Regions from separate parts of the Sus scrofa genome. Here region 2 is linked to region 1. A link is a contact called in public Hi-C data. All regions are on one chromosome and are shown on one strand. Each heading gives the region's core, a stretch centred on a gene start, on an enhancer-like site or on the middle of the called end of the contact. The rest is flanking DNA. Distances are from core to core; before and after follow the strand shown. Region 1 overlaps RBMS1 (RNA-binding motif, single-stranded-interacting protein 1). Region 2 has its middle 180 kb from the start of TANK.

Evidence for each region. A called contact is a pair of places that touch in the nucleus more often than the background predicts.
Region 2: a contact with region 1 is called in a Hi-C map of embryonic fibroblasts, with 2.9 times the contacts expected there. The contact joins two enhancer-like sites. A contact is called at or near these places in 10 of 47 Hi-C or Micro-C datasets (brain, embryonic fibroblasts, fetal liver and 6 more) and 2 of 2 datasets of contacts at active chromatin or transcription factors (alveolar macrophages and skeletal muscle).

What each region holds. Positions count from the first base shown.
Region 1 is chr15:67,250,879-67,254,372 of Sscrofa11.1, reverse strand. The region is part of intron 2 of RBMS1 (RNA-binding motif, single-stranded-interacting protein 1); the gene reads left to right. Among named protein-coding and RNA genes, the nearest start is that of ITGB6, 130 kb to the right of the region's middle. Within about 2 kb of position 1,727, at least 7 of the 83 cell types and tissues checked have an H3K27ac peak or open chromatin away from gene starts, as enhancers often do. A contact at or near this core is called in alveolar macrophages, embryonic fibroblasts and retroperitoneal adipose tissue, where this site is marked.
Region 2 is chr15:67,787,920-67,791,288 of Sscrofa11.1, reverse strand. No RefSeq gene overlaps it. Among named protein-coding and RNA genes, the nearest start is that of TANK, 180 kb to the left of the region's middle. Within about 2 kb of position 1,683, at least 48 of the 83 cell types and tissues checked have an H3K27ac peak or open chromatin away from gene starts, as enhancers often do. A contact at or near this core is called in alveolar macrophages, embryonic fibroblasts and retroperitoneal adipose tissue, where this site is marked.

The DNA.
Region 1 (3,494 bases), core at 478-2,977:
TAATTTCCTAAGGAGAAAGGGTTTTCTGCATTAGCTCCCCAGTGCCCTCCAAGTGTGGCCAGTTTGCTCTTAGCAGAGTGTATGCCTCTTCTGCCATTTTTCTCCCTAACCTGGGGGTTTTCTTTTGTTGTTGTTGTTATCATCTTTGCCCACATGATAGATACTGTGTGTTATTTCTATTAGAAGAGGAAAAACAAGGATGTGTTACACTCGGACACAAGCTGCTCAGTGTAAAGGAACAGGAGAGAACAACAAAGGACAGCATATCCTAACTCGCTTTGGGTAGAGGTTTGAACTAATTTGTAGTCTCAGCAGAAGTATATCAGATTTGGTGACCATTCCAAATGATATTTTTTACATCTACCTGGATCCTCTCTGCCAGCCGTGAAGACCCTAAAAAAGAAATCATTCAACCTGGCTTGGAACGCCTGGCGGGATGACTCCACCTGATACATGTGCCCTCTAAAGGAGAGGGCACCAAGAACGGTGGACATCACGTGTAGTTGTACACATGCATAATGAAGATCCTGGGGGAAAGAGTCCTTCTTGACTGGGAAGTTTTTAATTGGCATGGCTGCCTGGGATACAGTTACATCAGGATTGCAAGGCCAATTAGCCCAGGGCTTAGGAAGATCCAGCCTGTGCCTTCTGCACCTGAGGAGAACAAATGAAAAGGAACCTCGAACACGCACACCTTAGCTTTCCTTCTTTTCATTTGGCAAGAGAAGAGCCAGATCATGTCACAAAATTGATTGTCACTGTTGTCTCCAGCACATTACCATTTTTCACATACAGCAATTTAAACAGTTCCCTAGGAGGTTGCTGTCCTGTAATTGTCATGTCCCAGCCTCGCTGCTTGGCTGTAACAATAAGAGAGGCCCAGCCACTTGATGAATTGGATGCTCCTGGACATTCGTGCTGCCTTCTTTCTCCCTGCAACTCTGTATTCTGAGTAAAGCCTGACAGTACTGCAAATCCTTAAATGCCTTTCCCTTTTTTATCACTTGGTTGATTAGTTTGATAATAAAATACCTACATTAAAATATATATATATTTTCCCAAAAATAATGTCTTATACATTCTCTCATCCTCTCTGCAGGCAATGAAGAGGTCACATGCCATTTCTTCAGAAACTACTCGTTTCTCTCCACTGTCCCTATGTATATAAATCATATTCTTTAGATTCTAGGCATTTCTTCCTCTTTCTTCTGCATGGAGGATTGAGGTAGAATTTAATTATCATAATTTTGCTTTTTGTTAGGTGATTAGCTGGAAAGTTTTTGGACCTTTTTATCTGAAATAAGTACCTTTTGTTTTCCCCATTCCAGGGTAAAGTCTGAGATATACATCATAGCTTTCTTATTTGGCTGAAAGACTATAATTTGGGGTTGTATTTTCCCCCAAATCATCTCGAGTCTCTGCTTTTCTTAGTATAAATTTTTAACTTGTGCTTTCAGCTTAGCCTGGAAGGGTGACCAAAAGGATGAACTTTGGATTTAAATGTTTTGTTTCCCAAAAGAAGTTTATGCTGCCTTATTTCTGCGGCCCAATCCACTCTTCATGGCCCAGGTCCAATCTTGGCTTTCTTTGGTAACAATAATCTTTTCCCATTTCAGCCAACTAGTTTCCTTAACACACATTTTCACTAGAAGTGGCTACCCAGTGAGCTGCAGGCAGACGCTGACTCAGATTCATTTTTTTTTAACTGAGCATCTACCAGAGATCCTGCGTGCTGTGGAAAGATGAGTCACTTTTCCCCTTAGCGTGAGTTTCCTTCCTCTGTAATATAGGACCAATCTCCATTGCTGGATTGTCATGAGGCTTTGGAGAAGATATGTGGGTGAAAGCCCTTAGAAACTGTGACAGTTATTTAAAAAGTTTATCCTGGCAATCAGGCACTTGTCATGGCTTCTCTCCTGGTTCTTACCGTAACTGCCTACATGTCCATTGTACACTCATTAGAAATATAAATTCCCCATTCATTAGCTCACTGTTTATTCCAGCTTGTGTTGTTGAGGACCTTAAGTGCCTTTCTACATCTTATTCTCCTGTTCTGCAACATCTCCTTATGCAATGCTGTGTCAGAGAATTGGAAATCTCGAGGTACTGTAGGTAATTGTTCTATGAGCAGTAATGGATTCCTCGTGGAACAGGATGAAAATATTTATAGAAATGAGCCCTCAAAATAATCGTCATTGCCCAATGATACAGGCATCTCGTTACACACGGTACTAGAATAGGTGCTGTATCCCTCAAGTTTTCATCTGCTTAAAATGAATGCACTTCCTGTCTCTGTTTCCTTTAAGGTTCACCATTCAGGGCTCATGCTGGAGAGTTGCACAGTTTCACTGGTCAGCTTTAAAGATACTGGTTCGTTATTATCTCCTGACTTTTCATTGCAGCTTCTGTCTGATTCTTCTGATTGAGCATCTCTTGTGTTTTATGCCCAGCACCTAGAAGGAGATTTAGTTTTTCATTTACTGAACCTAAAAGGGCTTATTCCTGTCCACACCCCATACCCTGCGTCAGTTGCATATATTTCCATCCCATCCCATCCCATCACCTTTGTAAGTGGGGTGCATGGTTTGGGAAAGGCCCGGAATCAGTTCTAGGAAGCCAGCTGCAGATTCAGGCCATTTCCTGCTTTCTTTCTGAGTCAGGGTGTTTGGAAGAGGAAACAAGCAGGGACTTGGAGCAATCAGTGAGCCCAGGGTAGGGCTGGATGTAAAGGGGCAGTTATAGCTTTCCTTTGGATACAGTTTGGAGCTGGTGTTGGCCTGGTGGGGGCCAACCCAGGTAAAAGAAAAACAAATATTTTGATAAGTTGAGCTCTGAACAGTTTAATAGTGGAAAAGGGTACTTAGTATTGACTTAAGACTTGGTCTTGTATTTTACACATGTTCTGGAACACATCCCATGTTCCTTACAAGAGAGTGGGAGCTTGTATCATTAGGGTCATACTATAGATTATATGTAAAATGTATTTTGTCAAATAAGCACCAGAGAGATAATCATGTCACATTCCTCAGTCCTCCTGTATTCTCTTCTATTCCCTCTTTTCACCCTCAGGTCAAGTTCAAAGAAAGCTTCCCACCCTCATCACCACCCATCAGTGCCTGGAATGGGGTCTGGGAAGAGTGAGTTTACCTCCCCCTGGGTAGGAGTTATATTTGAATCTCCTGTTAATGCCAGGGATGTTAACACTTACTCTTGAAAGCACCACAAACTTTACACTTACCTGGAAAGAATGTGGGGTGTGTGTGTGTGTGTGTGTGCGCGCGCGCGCGCGCATGCATAATGTATGTGTTTATACATGTAAAGCTGTGTTATGTGAGGAAACTTTCTTGTTACTTCTTTAACACCACGTCTTCAGTCTAGGGTGATTTTCTAGCATCACTGGTTTTCTGGCTCCCTTTAAAGGATCCCTTGCAGATTGTATGGGGCCTCTCTAAGGATCTGTAAAGTGCTGCATTTGTGTTCAGGACCATGTTGCC
Region 2 (3,369 bases), core at 434-2,933, 540 kb before region 1:
TTATTTTAGTCCTTGTAATAGGTTTATGGTGGTGTCTCATCATGTATTTAATTTGAATTTCCCTAGTGGCTAATAATGTAGAACACTTTTCATTTGCTTACTTGCCATCCACATTTCCTCTCTGGCTAAATATCTGTTCAAGTCTTTTGCCCATTAAAAAATTGGGTTGTTTTCTTACTTTTGAGTTCTGATAATCCTTTACATATTCTGGATACAAGTCTTTGTCAGATATGTGATTTGAGAATATTTCTCCCGTTTTCTCATTCTCTCAACAGTGTCTTTCATAGAGCAGAAGCTTTAAAACGTGAGGTCTCAGGATTGGTCTTGAATATTCCATGTGGATGCTGGTTGATTCTCAGTCTCCCAGCTTCCCTTCATCTCATCCCCATATGTTTGGTCTCCGCATTGAATTCCCAAGATTCTCTCATACCACTTGCCCAAAGAGTTAATTCGAGCTCTTTATTATGTAATATAAAGAAATACTTGAGTTGCTTTTAAAATCAATTCAACATTTGGTAAGTTCGTTATGCTCTTGTATCCATACACATTTCTGAGTCATTCTATCTGGCAGGTAGACACGTGGTCTTCTTCACCTTGCTCTCAGTCAAACCTAGTATATCAGAAGATGTGAGTACCATCACTGTAAGGGATTTTGGAACCCTGGTAGTAAACATGTGGTCTGTGGATCAGCAGTGTCAGCATTACCTGGGAGCCGGTAAGGAATTCAGACTCAGACCCTACCCTGAGCCTAAGAGTTAAAATCTGCATTTTAATGAGATCCCCAGGTGCACATTAACGTTTTCTAGCACAGCTGTATAGCTCATCTGGTTCTCACTCTTATTTTCCAAACAAAGAAACTGAGGTCCGAAGAGATCAAGGATGGACCCAAGGTCAGAGGCAGGTGGTGCTAGAAGCCAGGATGAGAACCTGGCCCTCTCAATTCAAGGCCAGTGTGCTCTGCATGGCACCACCTGCCTCCAGCATTTTGAATGACAACGACAGCCTAAGCTTCTCCCCCATCCTTGGCCATGCGTGGAGCATCAGCATTTGTCTTGATGTGGTCTTGTTCCAAAAGACTCCCTTCACTTCTTATTTCCAATATCCCTTAGGATTATCCAACTTTCAAATTGCAGGCTTTTGAATTTTCCTAATGAAATGAACTAAACACTCTTTGGGGGAATAAAATGATTTTTCCCCTTGCATTTGTTTACTTCTCTGTAAGCTCCTGAGATGGCTTACATGCTAGTTGTTAATCACACCATCTGTTCCAACAGCACTTCGAAATCATTTGATTCATACTTTTCTTTTTAAGGAATTTTTTTTTCTAGAACAATATGTTTATGTCTGTGTTACTCCCATCATTTGGCAATGCAGTATGAGCTATTTAAACTTTCCTATTTATTGTAAATGGCTTTTCAATCAGCAAATATTTTTTTAAATGTGCGTACACCACAAAAAACTGTGTCTACTGACTTTTCAAACATTGGAAACAGTAGAAAAATCTGTTTCAGTCTGTCTGTTGTCAAATTTTTAACCATCTGATTATATTTAAATGAAGCGTTTGGGAGGATGATTTATCTGAATGACCCTGAGAAATTTTCCCCATTGGCCCTGAAGATGGCAGTGCTGTGCAATTTAGCACAACCCTTCACTCCCCGCCTCCACCCCTCAAAAGGAATTTCTGGAATGGGCGAACTGGGGGAGGATTCGCTAAATCTGAACCTTCTAACACTTAGCATAAACCTCTTCTGAACCCTGGGATAATTTGGTTTATCTTTTGCTCCTTTTGTTTTTGTTTAAAGCTGTACCCCATGCATTTCCTGTTTCCAGCCAGGATCAGAAATGGAACTAGTTTAAAGGTTATTCCCATATCACGGGTAACCAGGAAGTGCCTATACAGTTTACTGAGAAGCTGGTTTTCACAAGGCCGCTTGGCTTTAAAAAAAAAATTTTTTTTTTTTTTTTTAAATCCCAACAAAGGCTCAACCCAAGATAAGCAGATAAGTGGGAACTAAGAATACCAGAGGTTTTGAATGCCTACTGGGACCACATCTCTGGGAGCTTGCCACTGCTGTTTTCCTCTTCTCAACAACGGAGGCCTGCTGTCACATTCTTTAAATTTCGTTAGCAGGATCTGGAACAGGGGTTTAGAGGGACACATGCTCAGGCCCCGGGCAGTATAAATTTCTGGCTCCTGTCATTGTTAAGGTATGGGCACAGAAAGAGAAGAGGATGAGAGTGTGTAGATATATCCTACTTACTTTTTGAGACTTTCAAAATTTGGTGACAATTCTACTCCCCAGAAAACATTTATTAAAGATGTAATTATGTGAAAGGCATTATGTTAAGTGCTGTTATAAAGAAGAGCCAGCAATATTTATGTGCCACAAGTCAGACCCTTGCCAAATGCTTTAGCAACTTTTCATTTAATCTTTACCAGAATGGTGTGAGGCAGACACTATACTCAATTTTTTTTTTTAACATGTGGAAGCTGAGAGACAGGGAGGTTAGTAAATGTGCTAGGTCATGCAACTTGAAAATAAAATTGCTGAGATTCAAAGTCAAGCCTCCTAAACTTAGAACCTGTACAATCAATTGTTGCCTTGTATTTTGATTTATAGATGATGACATAGCATAGACATCAAACTCTCAAGTTAGAATTAGACATATTTGATACCCATTTAAGGATGTCAGAGAAGGGGAGACTAGGTCTCAGGAGTATTTTCCTTCTGCTAAATGTGACACAGTTGTAAAAAAGCCAGACCTTCAGTGAACATGTATGCCATTTGGTTGGGGAATCAACATGTTCCCCAAGGTGGAACAGCACACCTAAATGACTCAAGATGTCTTTTCCCAGTGTGATCTATTCAGAAAATTTCTAGGGCAGAGACTTGCTAATAAAACTATGGAGGAGTTCCCTGGTGGCCTAGTGGTTAAGGACTTGGATTCCATCATAGGTCAGGGAACTTCTGTATGCCATGGGTGCTGCTGAAAAAAGAAAAAAATCAAACCAAGCCAAAACAAAAACAACTAGGGAGACCAAGTATACCCAGTTGGAACTGTAGTTTTAGACACCCCGGGATAAAACACACCATAATTTTCAAACCGTTTTTTTTTCCTCAGTGTTTTGTACCATTGCCCATGTCCAGAGGACATCTCAAGCTGGTTCTGTTTAACCCCCTCCCAGTTCAAATATAAGGACCTTCTCTTTCATGTTTGTCATTAAAATCTGGATGTATGGCATCCTATTTCCCTTCTCTATGCTTCTGAAGGTCTTACAACATTGCCTAGGACAGTCATTCTCAAAGTGTCAGCCTTGGACCTGCAGCATCAGCAACCCTTGAGAACATGTCAGAAAGGCAAATTCTA